2 separate regions of the Oncorhynchus kisutch genome follow, and region 2 is linked to region 1. A link is a contact called in public Hi-C data. All regions are on one chromosome and are shown on one strand. Each heading gives the region's core, a stretch centred on a gene start, on an enhancer-like site or on the middle of the called end of the contact. The rest is flanking DNA. Distances are from core to core; before and after follow the strand shown. Region 1 holds the start of ift122 (intraflagellar transport 122 homolog (Chlamydomonas)). Region 2 holds the start of LOC109869045 (plexin-D1).

Region 1 (5,415 bases), core at 1,611-4,110:
CCTAACCACTGTGCTTCTACATCTGCACTGCTTGCTCTTTGGAGTTTTAGGCTGGGTTTCTGTATAAGCACTTGGTGACATCTGCTGATGTAAAAAGGGCTTTATAAAGACATTTGATTGATTTATCAGTTGCATTTCCAGAGGCTCAACATCAAAGTCCAATTCAATAGAAATCTGTCAATCGCCTTTTAATAAAACATGATTAAACAGTTTATGTAATACAATCGTGTTGAGTGACAGTTGCTTTGTTACTGATTAAGACAATGGAATGTTACTACTGAGTCTTGAGAGTAGATGGGATCAGTAGTAGGCTCATCTCTGGATTATGTCCAAGAGATACCGGTATGTCCGCCAGGTTATAAGCCTAATGAATAATAACTAGAATATTCTTCCATTAATAAAACAGGTTGTGATAAAATGTGACATTGCAGTTCCTCATAGTTCAGATTCCCAACCTCCCATGGTTCTCCCACAACCAGGCATGGTACTTGTTCAGTTTATGGTCCTGAGGTTTCACCTATGTAAACACACACACACACACACAAACATACACACAAAGTTAACCTTATCTAAATCCGTCACTTCAATCAAATATTCTTTTTTTTAGCCAAAAATATTTGCATTTCATCCTGAAAGGAAAAATGGAAAACCTGGTATTGTTGAGGAAGATGGTGGCCACCAGGAGCTTCCAGGGGTCATGGAACAGGGTCTCCTGCACCAGCTGGAAGGGGGAGCGAAGAGTGGTCCACTTCCTCCTGGGGGTCTCAGACCTGTGCCGGGACAGACTGCAGATCTAAGAAAAAGGGGTTTTGATAACAAATAAACACGTTTTTTTATTAAACTGACATTTCTCTCCAAGAATGGCAAGTTCTGTTAAGCTCAACCATTTATTAAATTATGACCATCTCTCAGTTACTTCCCGCTGAAAGAAGGACTGGTCTTCTGTTTCTCTCCTAATAGTTCTGTGCAGAACAGGTACAACAGGCACCTAAGGCATCACTACAAACATTGAACATGTTATTTGTCAATACACTGAAAGTCCAAGAAGATGTAAAACATTTTCTATATCTAGGCATCATAGTGAATACACATTATGCATCATAACTCATAGCACAATGCACATACACACTGCTCTGCGGATCTTTTAGTGGTGTACACCGTCCTCTAGTGGTCTGGGGAGATGATAGCAGCGCTTCTTCATTCACCTCTGCCTCTATATCCCCCACACACTTTCCCTCCCCCATTCTCTCACCCTCAGCCTCCCCCTCTCAGAAGCAGACTGCACCCTAAGGACTGGGACATGTAAAGGTGACACAGGAAACCACTCTCCTTGACCAATGAGAGCGTCCTGTAGCTCAGTGGGCGGGGCCAGCCTGACCTGCTTTTCTCACAGCAGCCCTGGCCTCCTCTGGGGGCTCTTCTCAAGTACGACATCATCAACTGGCTCCGCCAACACAGCCTGCAGACGCCTCTCAGTCTCATTGTCATCACCATCATCATCACCCCTTCTCACAGAGGTTTGTATGTTTCTCTCGTTAATGTCCTCATTGGTGTCTGATGTGTGGCCAGTTTCTGTGTCTCTCCCAGCTGCCTGTCTGTGATTCACCTGGCCAAGGGAGGTCTGTCAGGGGTATACTGAATTGACAAAGTGCCTTTTCCTCTAACTCTGAGTTCTCTGCTTGTAGGATTTTGCGAAATAGGCTCTTTTTGTGTTATTTGGAGAAAGGCGTAATATTCGACCCCCCTCTTCCATATTCTCCTCTGTGTCCTGCCTGTATGTGTTTTACCTGTCATCCGTGACCTCTTAGGTGTGACGTGTGTGTTCCTGATGACCATTCCTCTGTCTGTCCTGGTTGGGCTGTGGGGTCACAGCTGCACTGCCACTCCTGGCTGTTGTGACATCAAAGTTGTCTATCTGTAGATCCCCTCCGCCATCTTTAAGGAGGAAGGCTTGATGAGACACTCTGGACGGAACCTCTGTCCCTGGGGACTGCAGAGGTAGACAGATCAGTCACCTCATGTGGAATTATTGATCTGACTTTATGATCTCACTCTGAAAAGCACTTAGCCCCTAGCCCTAACAGTAAGATACAGACATACTTCAGTGATGTTTACATGCAACAAGACTTGAGAATGAGAGCATATGATGGATTGGACCCAGCTTGTTTTCTAACTGTCATATCTGAACCAGGAACAGCCATAGCGTCTGCCTCTCCATCAGGATTAGTGTCTGTCAGTGATGGTGTTCTCTGTGTTGAGGTCATTGTTTTTTTAGCCTGGTTGTGACCGTGTTGTTGGTGTCAGTAGGTTGAAACACAACTTTTGTCAAAAGTGGACTGTCCCTCTCACAGCCTGTGATGGAGCTGACTGTCCCCTGTTGAGTTTCATGTGGCTGAGATCCTCATGCTCCAGTCCTCCCTCTCATCTTCAGTCATGATGTTGCTCTCTCAATCTATCTGGAGTTGAAGCTCTATACCTAGCTGCCACTAACAAAAATATGAATTAGAACAGTCAATCCACTGTCCATCATGTTATAGGGATTGGGAAAATAGGTGACTATTAACTAACTAGCTAACTTAACTAACTAGCTAAGTAATGCATTTGCAGAGGCTTGATCTGACAGCTGTGTTTTGTTTACATGCCTCATCATCACATGCTGTTCTAGAAAAATGTTGCATATTACTTAATGATCAAGTTTAATAAAGTTGTCGGGTGCTAGGCATTTCGGGGACATGACATCAACATATTTGGATAAATTGTATCTGCCGTTGTGCTGTATGAAGTTCTGTGAACTACTTTGTGAGCGACTCTGCTTGACTCATGCGCAGAACACAGGAAGGAGGACAGGAAAGAGAGAAGGGAGTCTGCGCACAAGCAAGCAAGCAAGCAAGCAGGTCCTGCCATGTAAACGATCCTCGGCCCCACGAAAAGACAGCAACCTGTTGAACAACCTAACGTGTATCTGTTTAATTTGTTAAAAAGGCAAAATGAGGGCAGTTCCTACGTGGATTGACAAAGTACATGATCGCGACAAAGTTGAGCAATGGTAATCTAGCCTTTGCATTTACAGTTTTATCAACAGGCCTGATGTTGCACAGTTGGGAGTGTTGATAGCAACGGCGGTTACTATGTAAACTCCCGCAGTGGCTGGCTAGCTAGCTAGTTAGCCAACTGTAGCAAACTATCTTTGTTTACTAAGATTTTCACTATCCATTTCATGCAATCTTAAAATAAATGATCTGTCTACTAACGAGTGATAACGTTGCTAGTTAGCTAGGTAATCTGTTTGCGTGGCTAAGCACAGCTAGAACATTAATGCTAACTAGCAGAGCAGCTACCTATGGCTTAATAGCATAATTGAAACAGTTTTTCAGCATATTGTGATTGCAGTACATTTTCTCCCTAGTATCTACGACCTTGCCTTCAAACCAGATGGCAGCCAGCTTATTGTGGCAGCTGGGAATCGTGTTTTGGTGAGTTTGGGGATGATGATGCCATTGGTTTTCGAATCATAGCTAAGTTGAGGAGAGTGGAATTGCATACAATAAGTATTGCATATTGTCTTTCCAGGTGTATGACACATCAGATGGAACTCTCATTCAGCCTCTGAAAGGACACAAGGACACAGTGTACTGTGTTGCCTACGCCAAAGATGGTACTTAGTACAGTACACTCTTAACACACCAATCTGGATGTTCCCAATTAACAAACACGAGTCTGTTGGGTCTCACATTGTGCTTCTCTGTAGGGAAACGGTTTGCCTCAGGTTCTGCTGACAAAAGCATCATCATCTGGACATCTAAACTGGAGGGTATTTTGAAATATACGTGAGTGATCATTATTACTACAGAATTAGGAATTAGAATAATTTAATAGGATCTCTATGATTATTACACACATTACAACATTATCAGTAGCATTATGTTCTGTTGAGGTCACTCCTGGCTCACTCACTATGCATATTTTGTTTGTATGTTGCTCCTCAGACATAATGACTCCATCCAGTGTGTTGCCTACAACCCAGTCAGCCACCAGCTGGCCTCCTGCTCCTCTGGGGACTTTGGTGAGTGGTACACTGGGGTTGTCCTGTCCTCTACACCTCTACAGGGAAGGGGTTGAAAGGTATGTTGAAGACATGCAGTCATAAGAGCAGCATCTGTATAATTTGTTTCTCTCTCTAGGTCTGTGGTCCCCAGAACAGAAATCTGTATCCAAGCACAAAGTCAACAGCAAGATAACATGTTGTGGGTGAGTATTGAGAAATTGCTGCTCTCCTTTTTGTTTGGATAGCCTCTCTTATGTTCAGTATTGTCATAATCCTTTTGAGCGCAGGTGGACCAACGACGGTCAGTACCTGGCCCTGGGCATGATGAACGGGGTGGTGAGCATCAGGAATAAGAACGGAGAGGAGAAGGTGAAAATAGAGCGACCAGGAGGATCCTCCTCTCCTATCTGGTCCATCGCATGGAACCCCTCCAAGTGAGTCACTCACCTCGCATGTGGGCCTTTTGCTGTGTAAAACATTTTAAACCTGTGTGTGCAATGTCTTGGAGAGTAAAGGTTTATTGCTTTTGAAATCAACAATAATACGTTTTTTTCTGAGTGATATTTCTCTGTATTGAGTCTTTTTAAGCTGCCAGTTCACAATGTGAAACAAGCATGGTAGTGAAAATCAGAGAATGACAGTGTATGACCTGTAGACAGCCAGCAAGTGTCAGTGTTTGACCAGGCAGGCTCTGACAGGGACTGGTGGAAGTGGATGCCCTTCTGTGAGGGAGAGGACGACGAGGCGGTGGATGTGGACAGCAGCATGCCAGAGCCCCTGTGCCTGGTCATTGACACCGCCTACAGCCAGAGCTGCAGTAGCAGGGTAGAGGTCCTGGGGCTAGGCAGGCAGCTGGAGAGAGAGAGGCAGGTAGGAAGAGGAGCAGAGACGGACAGACCTGAAGGAGAGGAGGAGGAGCCCATGCTGCAGGGAGGGTTCTCTGATCCAGACCACTTCAGCCAGCTCAGGTAGGGAAGGCAGAGAGGGAGGACAGAGAAATTGAGAAAGGTAACACCAAAGCTCAGGGAAATACTTTGGTTAGGTCTAGATTTGTTTGGAGGCAACACAATGATATAGGACACTTACTTTTACCATACCAGTGAGATGTAGGGTTTAATGTACCTTTTGGGTGAATAAGATTTGAAATCTTTCTAAATCCAGTTTAATTGTCAGAATGTTAAAGTGGAAAATATAAATTCATGTTGGAGTGTCTCTCTTAGGGATGAGCACAATGACATCCTGGCTGTGGCAGACTGGGGGCAGAAGCTATCCTTCTACCAGCTCAGTGGAAAACAGGTGTGTGTCTGCAAAACGCATGTCCGTGAACCATCTCCCCAACATTTACTTCAGGCGTCTGGAATTTAATAAAT
Region 2 (5,153 bases), core at 1,730-4,229, 150 kb after region 1:
TAACACTATGAAAAGCTAAAATGCTATGTCTTCTTGAGAATTGGCCATTTTCCCTCTAAATGTTCAGAACAGCTGAAAGCCTGTTATACAGTAAGTAGCCTGTTGTCAACATTTACCATGTGAAAATGAAAACTTGAGTATATATCAAAACATTCATTCCATTTGATTCGAATGCTTGGATGACTTCCACAAGCGAATGTCCATAGTCTTTTGGAGGGCAAAGGAACAGTAAGGACTCGAAGAAGAACACAGTGAAGTGGAGCAAGAGAGAGATCTTTCCCACGAGCCGCTCCACTCTCGACCTCTGTGCTTATCATAAATTGTATATTTGGCTTTCCTTCAATGGAGGGCCCTCAGAAACGCTACAAATATATCAGATTTCCCTGGTCACCGCAGACTAAAAGCAAAAGCAAGAAAACCCTTTCTTCGTCGGGGCAATGCTGACATTCTTCACGAAAAACACAACAATTTCAAGCTGCAGATTTGCAGGCCTCGGGGAAACACAGGCGGAGAACGATTGTCGGTCGAGATTTCTAATCTGGTTACCGGAGCCTACAGCGCAGGCCAGCACGACACAACACCGCTCATAGGACAGCCCCGCATCTTTACGACCTGACTGTCAACGCAGTGGTCTGGAGACAGCCTGTTTGTCACAACTAGCGATCTGTCAATCTCACCACAATTAAACTATGGAATTTCACATTCCTCAGATGACGCGAGCGGCATAAATACTTTTCATGTTAAGACACATTTCCATTAATAGGGGCACTTTAGCCTAAATAATGAGAGGGGCTTTATAGTGTCAAAGTAACCGCCTTTATAGACATGATCTGTAAATGAATAAGAATAAACTTTTCTTCTTGAATTACATGCATAAAATATGAGATAATGTGATATGTTATTTGACACAACACGATTCAACACTGATTAATCTCGATTTATTTAACTCTGCTTCTCATAAAATAAATAGGCCTACTATCTTTTTCTGAGAGAAGTAATCAGTTTGCCCAGGGAAATTTAAAAACATGTTAGCCTGCATGTCATTTTAATTTCATGTGTTGTGTAATCGATGGCAAACGAAAGTTTTCTTTAAAAAATGTAAATACATAAATCCATTCTTCCTCTCCAACATGCAATAGGCTGTAGGCCTAAACACGAATGAGCTGGCGCGGATGTGACTTTCACAGAAATTCCCTGCACGGTTCCCATAACCTTCGCGAGCTTTGGGAGATTCTTCACACAATCGCCGCCCTGGGCTGCGCTCGTGACATCGGAGCTTTCCCCCTAGAAATGATATGGGGTGATTCATTATTCAAACTGTCATACCAAGTTGCCAAAAGCAACATATTTGCGAAAATATGTATTTATACAAGCAAATCCAATAATAAAATACATCTTAAAATAAATATTTTAGACAAATGTAACAATGTTTTTATGACATTATGCAAACTGGGGAAACGAACGGCGCCGTATTGCGCGTAATTGTGGATGCTAACTTTATCTAGGCTAAATCAAATAATACAAAACAGTATTAGTTCCAACCAAGTCTCTCAAACATGAATAAGCATACAGATCTCACTGAAGTGTAAAATGCTTCACTTACCACAAGGTTCCCTTTGTGTACGCATGCTGCGCCCGAACCCTGGATGACGCTGTCCAGCACCTGCACATCGCTGCTGGGGGAGTTTGAGCAGTTCCTCCGGCCCTGACGGATCTCCTCCTCGATATCTGAGAACCGAAAAGCGCACAGGGCAGACTTTCTGTCTGATTTGGTGAACACTCCGAAAAGGTGCGATTCCAGCCCCTCTCCGCTCCCGGAGTGGATTGCCGCGGGGTGAACGGAGACCAGCCGGTTGTAGATGTTTCCATTATATCCACACTGAAGCGGCATCTGGATGAAGGACTCAGTGAGCTTTCGGCTTTCCGATGTGGATTTTCGTGTGTTCTCAGTGTCCAGGCATATCCTTGCAAGGATGCTGTTCGGCTGGTTCTGCTTGTGGCCCATATTCGCGTCATTGTTGATAGCAATATAAGCGTAGGTCTTCTGAATGAAGGCATGAACGAAGTTAAGTTTATTCTTCTGCTTCACCTCCTGTTTTATCTTGAAGACGTTGTCCTCGGACGGGTTGATGTCATAGGTGAACAGCCTGGATAAATCATTGATGTTCAGGGACCGAATTGCGATTTCGGGTGTGTTCTCGAAGCGCAGGTCCTCCTTGCTGTGGTTCTTGGGGAAAAACTGGGTCCCCGCCCCGGTGTAAGTGGCCCCGACGAGGAGCCGGGTGTTACCCCCGTGGCTCCTGAAGATGAGCCCCACGGTGGAGGCGTTAGGGTGGTTGGCGGCGATGTTCAGCATGCTGGGGAACACGGTCTTCTCGCCATGAGGGGGGAACTCCACGGCTATCTCCGATATGTTTTCCATCTTCCTGAGCTCACAAAAGCCCTGGTACACCGAGCCACATACCACCAGCACCCCCTGCTCCCTGTCCAGCTCGAGCAGCTTGTTGAAGTTGTCGGTGAGGGATTTGGGGTGCTCGCAGGGCGCCTGGGGCAGCTGCGGCGCATGGCACAACAGGTTGTCCTCCACCGGCCCCGTTCTCTTCTCCACTTCTACGCTCAGGGTCCCGTTAAGCTGGTACACCATGTTTACCGTAGCCAGGTAGACTTTTCTGCTAACCTCATCCACCACAAAGTTATTTGTCTGGTTTTGAGAGGCGAACGCCTGTTGGATCTGTAGCGCGCTGGCAAGGCTGTGATGGGCATTCCAGGGCGATTCTAGCACCAGAACGCCGAGAATCAGAACTGCTATCTTTTCCGAAGGAGGCATTTTTCCTTCTGGCCGGGTTCCGCGTGTTCTGTGCGGAGGGGTGCATTGAGTAAGGACAAAATAATGTGTTTGTTCCTACTGCGACAATCTAAGAGGAAATGCTGTTTCCTGCTCAAAATCCAAACACAGAGTGACGCAATAAGATTCGTGCTTCATTTTCCCAGGGCAGCTCACGGCGGAAGAGAGTTGAGCGCGCAGAGCTGTCTGCTGCCCCTCTCTCTGCCCACTCCACCTACAGCCCCGCTCCCAGCGGCTGCAATCCCAAACTCCCCATTAATTCTTATTATAGTATATAGGCCCACAACTTGGAATTTCATACTTTAAAATGTGTTCAGTCAAAGTTCATTGTTGCGATTGGTGCATGCTAATTGTAGGCTATTTGCGTAATGTTCATCCACACACCAAGGCAGAACAATAATGGTGTAATTACTGTTAATGATCTCTCTCGCTCTCTCTATGTATATGTATATAAAACTATAATAAAATAATTTTTACAAAATAATAATTTGAGAGGAATTTGAGGGGGAATAATAATTTGAGAAGAATGTATAGCCTATGGTTCCGCTCCTCTTAGGGTTAATGGCGGGTCTTGCTCTCATCTCCTGCGGCCAGTTGGTCCCTTGGTTTTCAGATTAGTTCTGCCTGCAGATACGCCGAGGGCTCCGTCTGCTCTGCGCACATACGGTGGGGGTAAGCTACGTGAAAGTGCTACCAGATGGGCACCACAGCGCACCTTTCCGGTTTTTGACATTCACATCTATTTAGCAGAGCTTTTGGGTCTGCGCCTCATAAATATTCTAAAGCAACACATGTGCACCTCTCAAAAATGTGTGATTAAGTTTAAAGAGAAAATCTGCTGTTGCTAGATCCATTTTTGGACTTCATATGTACCTAATGATTCTTGACGAATACAACCTTTAAATGAAATACAAAATAAAATGTTACTTGCCACATGCGCCGAATACAACAGGTGTAGGTAGACCTTACCGTGAAATGCTTACTTTCAAGCCCTTAACTATATTTATTGAACTGCATTGTTGGTTAAGAAAATATTTACTAAATAAACTAAAGTTTTAAAAAGAAGTTACACAAAACAACAATACCGAGGCTATATACAGAGGGTTCAGGTTAGACGAGGTATGTAACCACGCTCATGAGCTTAGTTCTACTGTCGTACCCACTCACAATCCAAAATATAGCCGACGCTTTTTTAACTCCAATGTTTGTAAACAAAGTACATAAAGAAACTCTGTATAATGTTGATATCATGGATATTCGGTGCTTGCATCCATAGCCCTGTCTATGAATTTGAGAGTGGTTACATTTCTCCAGCCCCATCCATCTGGTTTTTGCGAAACAGGGGAAGTTGATTTGTCTTTTATTGTTCAACTACTGATTGCCCCTTTAAACTTCAATTTTTTTCCAAAACACAAATTAAGTGCTTATTGTGAACAACTACGCAATGAGAGAACATTGAAAATCTCAAAGGGACTTTAAACAAAAAGTGACAGCGCAAATTGAGAGCCCGTAATTTTGGATTAGGCTACCCATGGATTTATTCTCTCAAAAACCGTTCAAATAGGCCCACAGAAAGTAAATACAATTACCAATTGTGATGGCCATCACTCTGTTCTATTCGACGCATTGTAACCCATGCGTCATTGTAACCCATGCGTCATGCCAGTTTGGACAGTATCAAAGCCTGCTGGAACTATTATATCTCTCGGGCCAGCTCTGTTCCTCTCAGGTCAGTGCACGCCTCCCATCACCACTTGGCGACGTTATTTGCGCTGATAAACACCGCTGGGGTCAATGCGTGTTTACGTTGGACCACACTCACGCTCATCTAATCCGCCAGCGCGGAGGGGCAGGAAAGCGGTCTGATAAGGAACCAGCTGACTGATCGCAATGCAGGACCAACAGTCTCCACCACGCATTCATACAGCCTAAGCCTACACACACACCCTCCAACACACTCCCTAATGCCCCACTAAGAGTGAGAGTGGGAAGGGACCGGGAAAATAGACTGGGGAGAGAGGGGGTATCACGGGTCACTGCTGTCAAGGATCAGATATCAACGAAGAGTGCTGCGTTCTGGTTACACTCGATTATTCGTGACACCTCACCGAAGCGCGCACGTGTGTGTGTGTGTTGAGGTAGGCTTATTTGTCATACATGGGTCTTGTAATATATGCAACATAGATATGGTGCATGAAGAAAAGGCATTTAAACAGTATTGGTGCGTGTAAGAGAGAGAGCGAGAGACTTCCTGAGCCTTCTCTCAGAGTGAGGGGAGGGCCTTCTGGAGTGAGAGACTGCTATTTTC

The links. Hi-C and Micro-C count contacts between places; a contact is called where the count stands out from the background.
Region 2: a contact with region 1 is called in a Hi-C map of liver, with 3 times the contacts expected there. The contact joins the promoter of LOC109869045 here to the promoter of ift122 in region 1. A contact is called at or near these places in 2 of 2 Hi-C or Micro-C datasets (liver and muscle).

The regions. Positions count from the first base shown.
Region 1 is chrLG24:27,690,398-27,695,812 of Okis_V2, forward strand. It overlaps ift122 (intraflagellar transport 122 homolog (Chlamydomonas)), which reads left to right and starts at 2,861. Exons shown (of 29, transcript XM_031803971.1): 1 at 2,861-3,046; 2 at 3,407-3,473; 3 at 3,571-3,655; 4 at 3,749-3,827; 5 at 3,987-4,063; 6 at 4,182-4,248; 7 at 4,333-4,479; 8 at 5,266-5,341. The coding sequence starts at 2,988.
Region 2 is chrLG24:27,843,561-27,848,713 of Okis_V2, forward strand. It overlaps LOC109869045 (plexin-D1), which reads right to left and starts at 2,980. Exons shown (of 36, transcript XM_031803458.1): 1 at 1,604-2,980. The coding sequence starts at 2,827.